Regions from separate parts of the Mus musculus genome. Here region 1 is linked to region 2. Evidence: chromatin contacts called from public Hi-C data. All regions are on one chromosome and are shown on one strand. The core of a region is the stretch at or near the end of the contact, and the rest is flanking DNA. Distances in the headings are between cores, read along the strand shown.

What was found. Hi-C and Micro-C count contacts between places; a contact is called where the count stands out from the background.
Region 1: a Hi-C map of B cells shows a contact between it and region 2, with 7 read pairs. The contact joins the promoter of Brca2 here to the promoter of Rnf6 in region 2. A contact is called at or near these places in 1 of 39 promoter capture datasets (cranial neural crest) and 1 of 484 Hi-C or Micro-C datasets (B cells).

Annotation. Positions count from the first base shown.
Region 1 is chr5:150,521,321-150,524,591 of GRCm38.p6, forward strand. Brca2 (breast cancer 2, early onset) reads left to right here and starts at 1,301. Exons shown (of 27, transcript NM_009765.3): 1 at 1,301-1,576; 2 at 1,855-1,959. The coding sequence starts at 1,893.
Region 2 is chr5:146,220,176-146,223,295 of GRCm38.p6, forward strand. Rnf6 (ring finger protein (C3H2C3 type) 6) reads right to left here and starts at 1,282. Exons shown (of 5, transcript NM_028774.3): 1 at 1,045-1,282; 2 at 227-309.

The DNA.
Region 1 (3,271 bases), core at 51-2,550, 4.3 Mb after region 2:
TGCTGGAAATTGAATTGAGGACCTCTGGAAGAGCAGCCAGTGCCCTCAACTGTTCAGCTGTCTCTCTGGCCCCAATATGTTTTTTTTCCAAGACAGAGTTTCTCTGTGTAGACCAGGCTAGCCTCGAACTCATAGAGATCAGCCTGCCTCTGCCTCCCAAGTGCTGGGATTAAAGACATATGTCACCTTTGTCTCATTTTACAAGCTAACAAAACCAAATGGATTTGAATCTAAATTTAGAACGTCTACCAGGCTAGTTTTTACCCACTGGACAATGCTAAACACTTCATAGTATTGTTAGAAACGTTCAGCAAGCAGTAGTTTATTACTAGATAATATCATAGGCCTCTTCTTTGCTAAGCAGACCTACATCAAAAGTTTTAGTATTTTTTTACAATAGTGATACTTCTTGCTAAAACTAAGGATTACAGCTTACCAGACAAAATTGATACCAATAAACCAAGCAGACTTTTCTCAATCGTCTTTATTGTAGTGCTGAGTATCTAACCCAGACCCAGAGTCTCTACTATTGAGCCAGATTCCCCAACCGCAGGTCATTGTTTTTCTAATCCAAGAGGACCTTTTAACTGCTTAATCATGTTCTGGAAGCAGCAAGGCCTCTAAGATCTCTTGTTGGATCCAGTCGAGGGCTTTCTAAAGTTCAAACTACAAACCTACAGTAAGCCATGCACTGGGCTTGTTACTCAGTAAATTCAGGGGAGAGGTAATAATGTTTCAGTTTTCTAGGCCAGTTTCTGGAAAAGTCGGGAAATACGGTGATCGCATCCTAAAACCTGCAGAAAGGAGTACTAATATTGCAGGACTGCTATTTAACTGCGTGCGTGCGTGTGTGTGTGTGTGTGTGTGTGTGTATGAGAGAGAAAAGAGGGGGAGGGGGAGAAGGAGAGAGAACACTTGAGCCCAGGTCCTACCACCCGTCCTCAATAAGACAATTAAAAGCGCCAAATTAAAAGTGTAAAGCTGAAAGATTTATTTAATGTGACGACATTGAGAAGAGGGTAAAGAGATCCAAAGAATCCCTTCCAAGTCTATCTTCAGGGTTAAAGTAAACAGAACTCCAAGAACCCCGAAGATACAGAAAAAGAAAGTATAAACAAAATTTTAGGCCACAGCGGGAAACAGACACACACACATATCGTGAGGGGAAGAAAGGAATTCGGCTGGGGATGGGCGAGCACATGCTAGCCGGGAACAGGCACAGAAGGAGCTGCTCGCTGACTTCCCGGTGGCACTCGCGCCGCGTCCCCGTCGCGGGGTCATGACGTCACGGGCAGAGCGCGGGCTTTTCGCGGGAGCGGGAGCCGTGAGGCGTTGCCGTCAGTCAGCTACCGCTGCGGGAGCGGAGCGGGTCGGTGCGGCCGGGTGTGGCGGGCGTGCGCTCCGGGGTCGTGAGGCCGTGAGGGACGCGCCTGACACCCCGGAGGAGCCAGTCGACCTCCTTCACGGCCACCCGGAGCAGCTGCCCCGGTGCAGCCCGCGGCGTCCTCCCAGAGGGATCCGGCGCGTCCAGAGTCCGCGGTAGCTGCCCCGTTCTGCAGTCGCCGGATTACCTAACGTGTGTGTCTCGGCTCCCTGATTAGTCAATGTGAATAATTCTAAATAACGTTAGGTTTGTCTTGTCATTGACTCCCACCATAGCCACTTTCGGGTGCTGTGATGTATCTAGTAGCCACTTGGTTGGAAGCACAGTTATAAACTGTCCCCATCTTCATGATAAGTTCTGCTCTTGTCCCAAAAGATAGGCCTGAGGTAGGATAAGCTTCCAAGCGATTCTGGTTTTACCTGTCACAAGAAACCAGGCTTGTGCAGTGTCTGTTATTTTCTCTTTTGCAGACTTCCTTACCGAGCATCGGAGAAATACTGTAGAGAAAATGCCCGTTGAATACAAAAGGAGACCAACTTTTTGGGAAATTTTTAAGGCGAGATGCAGCACAGCAGGTATTGAGGAATTTTATAAAACCTGGTAAATTAAGTCCCATTAAAAAAATATTTTCAATAAAATAAGTCAAGGTGAATGCTTGCTTTAAAAACAAACAAAAACCCCAGCACCTGGGAGACAGAGGCAGGTGGACTTCTCTGAGTTTGAGGCCAGCCTAGTCTAAAGAGAGAGATAAAGGGCTTTATAGAGAGCCTCTGTCTCAGAAAAACAAACAAAAAATTACTTGAGCTAGGTTATAATCCTATGGAAGCTGAGGCAGAAAACTGAGCCAGGTGGATTAAATGAGTTCAAGGCCAACTTGGGCTACATAGGGAATTCCTGGATGTCAGGAGCAACAGAGCTTAGACCTAATTAAAAACAAAACACAAAAGAGGGATGAAAGTGACCCTGGTCTCTGCATTTGTTCCTCAGCATCAATTTAGCAGGCATTAGCTGATTCCTGTAATCTCACCTTTGGGAGGTAGAGGCAGGAGGATCAGGAGTTGAAGGTGATTTGTGCTGTAAACAGGTCGTGGAGTCAGATCCAGTTAACATAATCTTTTCCTGGTCAATCAGATGATGTAGAATACCTAAACTGATGGGGAACTAACTCTTTGACTTCCAGTGGAAAGAACTGTTTTGAAAGGGCTACGAGCAAATCAGAAGCATTGGTGATGCTAGTGATGAACACTTTTCAAACCTTTTATGACTTATTTTGTTTTGAGCTGTATGAGTGTGTTTGTGTATTTGCTCTGTGTGTGTCGGTGCCTACAGAAGTCAGAAGAGGACATCAGGTCCCCTGGAGCTGGAGTTGCAGGTTGGTTGTGGGCTGTGATGTAGATGCTAGACTGAGTTTGGGTCTTCTGCAAGAGCTTCTTAACCCAAGAGCTTCTTAACCACTGAGTCATTTCTCCAACCCTAGCTTTCTCTGTTAAATGACATCGTCTTGCTCCGTAACCATGACTGATTTACGATTTGCTATGTAGATCAGGCTGGTTTCAAACTTGCAGTGACCTTCCTGAGTGCTGGGATTGCAGTGTGAACAGCCACACCAGGCTCTGAATTAGATATCATAAATAAATATTGACAGTGCATGAAAAAGATCACATCCATTAATATTACAACTGATCTGATAAGTTTTTGAAGTCTGGAAGAAGTCAGCTACTGTTAGTTCTCTAGAAATTGTTAATTTCATTTTGAAAGCTCACATCTCATCATTAGCAACACACTTTTGTCTTTACTATAAAAGCCCACTTCATTCTAGAGAAAATGCCTGCCAAACTTCTGTCTGCAAAAATGCTACATGCATTTTGTTTCTCAGAAAGGATTAAA
Region 2 (3,120 bases), core at 32-2,531:
GGCCTCGAACTCAGAAATCCGCCTGCTTCTGCCTCCCAAGTGCTGGGATTAAAGGCGTGCACCACCACGCCCAGCTTAGAAACTTGATTTTTGAAACAGATGTTTAATAAGTGGAAATCTAATGACAAAAAAAGTCAAGTTCTTTAAAATATTAAAAAACCAGAGATCTTCTCCTCCAAGGCAATATTCTTGGATTAACTAAGCATAAGTAAGGCAAAATGAATACCTTATTTTCCTTTGAACATTCTTCTAACAGATGAGACTGTATCCATGCTTCTGATGTTTGTGCCTCTTTTGAGAGCTGCTCATCTGAATAAAAACAAAAGTTGTATTATTCAGCAAACTGCCTCTTTGAAGTCCCGGAACACCCAGTAGTCTCCCGACTCCTCTGCAAAGCCAGAGCTAAATTCTCCAGAAGGTTCTGTTATACCATCATCTAGGTAATTAGAGACTCATACAATTAGATAACAAAAAAAAAAAAAAAACCTCCCAGAAGGTCTCTCCTCCTACACTGTCACCGCTCCGAGGATTGCGCCTCCTCCTTTCTCAAAGGCCTTCGTACCGTATCACGTTCCCATCTGGGTGTAGCTAGGGTTAGGTGAGGAAGTTAGTTTAGTTCTAAGCCTTCACTTCGTTGTCAACCGCCCCCACCATCCCGCTACTGGTTCTTTTCCTTATCCTGTTAATCGAGGCCCCCGACTAGGGTTAAGATGAAGTCCCTACTCCAGTAAACGAACTGGACTCAGGAACCCGACCAATCTCACCTCAATCTAGCCTCAAGTAACGCTTCCCCTGCGACCTGGATTTGGCTTTGGGGCCGGCCAATCAGCAACTAGCAAAGCTCAACCAGCAAGCAATAAGCCAATCGGATAAGAGGTAAGTGTCTCTCCCCTCGGAACCCCGCCCCCTAGCACGTCCTCCTCTCCGAGGCGTCTCCCGGAAGTAGTAGTGAGACTCACCAAATGACCCTTCCCCCGCCCCGTGTACCCAACGCCCCCTCCCCCCGACCCCACCTCCAGCGCGATGACCCGCGGTTGTTCTCACCGAGGCGGCGAGGGGGCGGAAGGTTCTTGGCCGAGCCTTCGAAGGCCGCTACGCCCTCTAATCTTCCCCTGAGGCGCGAAGCTCAGAGTCTGTGTTGCTGCTCGGAGTCGACCTGGCGGAGAGAAAGCTAAGAGAGGAGCGTCCGATCTCCGGCCTTCTCGCACCGCCTCGGAGAACTAAGACTGGCCACCGTCTGCAGCGACCCTGCCGGTGCGTCTGGAAACGGCGCTCCCCGGAAGCCGAGCCGCGGCGCCCGAGTTCCGCATCTGCTGTGCGCAGGTCCGGCTGTCGCGGGCTCGGGTCAAGGCACTCAGAGCCCGTGGCGGCTTCAGGACCGAAGGCGGAGGCGCCTTTCCACCCTTTGGAAATGCCAGCTCCTCTTCTCGTATTTCAGTGTCCTTTGACGAAGTCTGGAGAAAAACGCATCTGTCAAGCTGTTCGTTGCTCATTACTACCCGGGTTAACTACCCAGTTTGAAATTTTCCCTTAGTGTAGTTCACTGGGATGAGGAAACTAAATATCAAGTGCTTGTGATGAGAAAGCACTTCGAAGCTCCCAATATTAACCATTCACGTTCTTTCTCTCCCGCTATCCCTTGTCTAATTTCTTTTTTCATTATATGACACCAGATTTACCCAACCATTTCTTGTGGTCCTGGTAGGGCCCTTTCCTGACACCCCCATCAGCCAAATGGCTTAATCAGTTTAATACGCGCATACTGCTGTGATTCATAACTCTTTCCTCCCTTCTTTCATTATTGAGTGACTTTGTTTTGTTTTGAGACGGGGGCTCATATAGCCCAGGCAGGCCTTTAGCTGGTGAGCTTCTTGCCCTTCTTAGGGATGTGCTACCATGTTTGCTGGGTGCTTTGTTACCATGATGTAGCAAGCCTTAGCATCAATGAAACTACTAGAGTAAAAGGTGATACTGTCTATCAGGAGGATTCCCCTCCTCTCTCCCCATCTGTTTAATATTTAAAACATAGGAGAGTGTTACAGATTTCTCCTGTAGAAAAGTGACCCCAATTGGGGAGACCAATGGCTTTAAAGTGGGTTGGGTCTTATTTAGGGTGTCCTGCTTGGTGATTATTTTCTCTCCCTTTGAATATTGATCCAAACTGTCTATATGTCCTTTTATGTTGTTGTTCTGAGGATAAGACTTTCCTTTGAGTTTCCTTCTGGAAGTAAGGTTATTGTTGGAGTTCCTTTCCCCAACTTCATCAGGGAGCTATGTGATGGAGACAGTGGTGGGTGTATGTCTCTGTGTAGCCTGACTTTGTTTTTTTTCTAGTATCCAATTGCTTCATGATTCTCTAAAGCTTTCTTTGTATAGCTCTATTTGGGATTGTGGTGGTTTGAATAGGAATGGTCCCCGTAGATCCATGTGTTTGAATGCTTGGCCATAGTGAGTGGCACTATTAGGAGGTGTGGCTTTGTTAGAGGAAGTGTGTCACTGTGGAGGCAAGGCTTTGAGGTTTTAGATGCTCAAGCTACAGCCAGTGTGAAACATATTCAGTCTCCTCCTTGCTGTCTGTGTATGGATTAAGATGTAGAGCTCTCAGCTCCTTCTCTAGTACCATTATCTCCTGCACACTGCTATGCTTCCCACCATGATGCTAATGGACTAAACTTCTACAACTATAAGCCAGCCCCAATGAAATGCTTTCCTTTACAAGAGTTGCCTTGGTCATGGTGTCTCTTTACAACAATAGAAACTTTGACTAAGATGGGGAGATGTCTATTTTTTTTCTTACTCTGACTATGTCTTTCAGAGGCACACATCAAGCCAGCCCTCTCATCTCTCACCTTACCTTGAAGTCCCTTCCATTTCTTTTTAATACTGGAAGTGGGACTTGTGAACAGACGTTCCCCCCTCCCCTCCAGGGACATGTTAAACACTCTACAAGGCAGATTGGTTAAAAGTTCCATGATTGTGTTACAAGTCAAAGCCAAATAACCCTGGGATATCTCTCGCCATGTCCCCCCACAATAACCACTTATCACCCATGTCTGTGTGTAACCTAACGTCCTTGTGACTAGCAGGTTAGGCCTTATGGAAAGTCCCTTAGCTTCCACC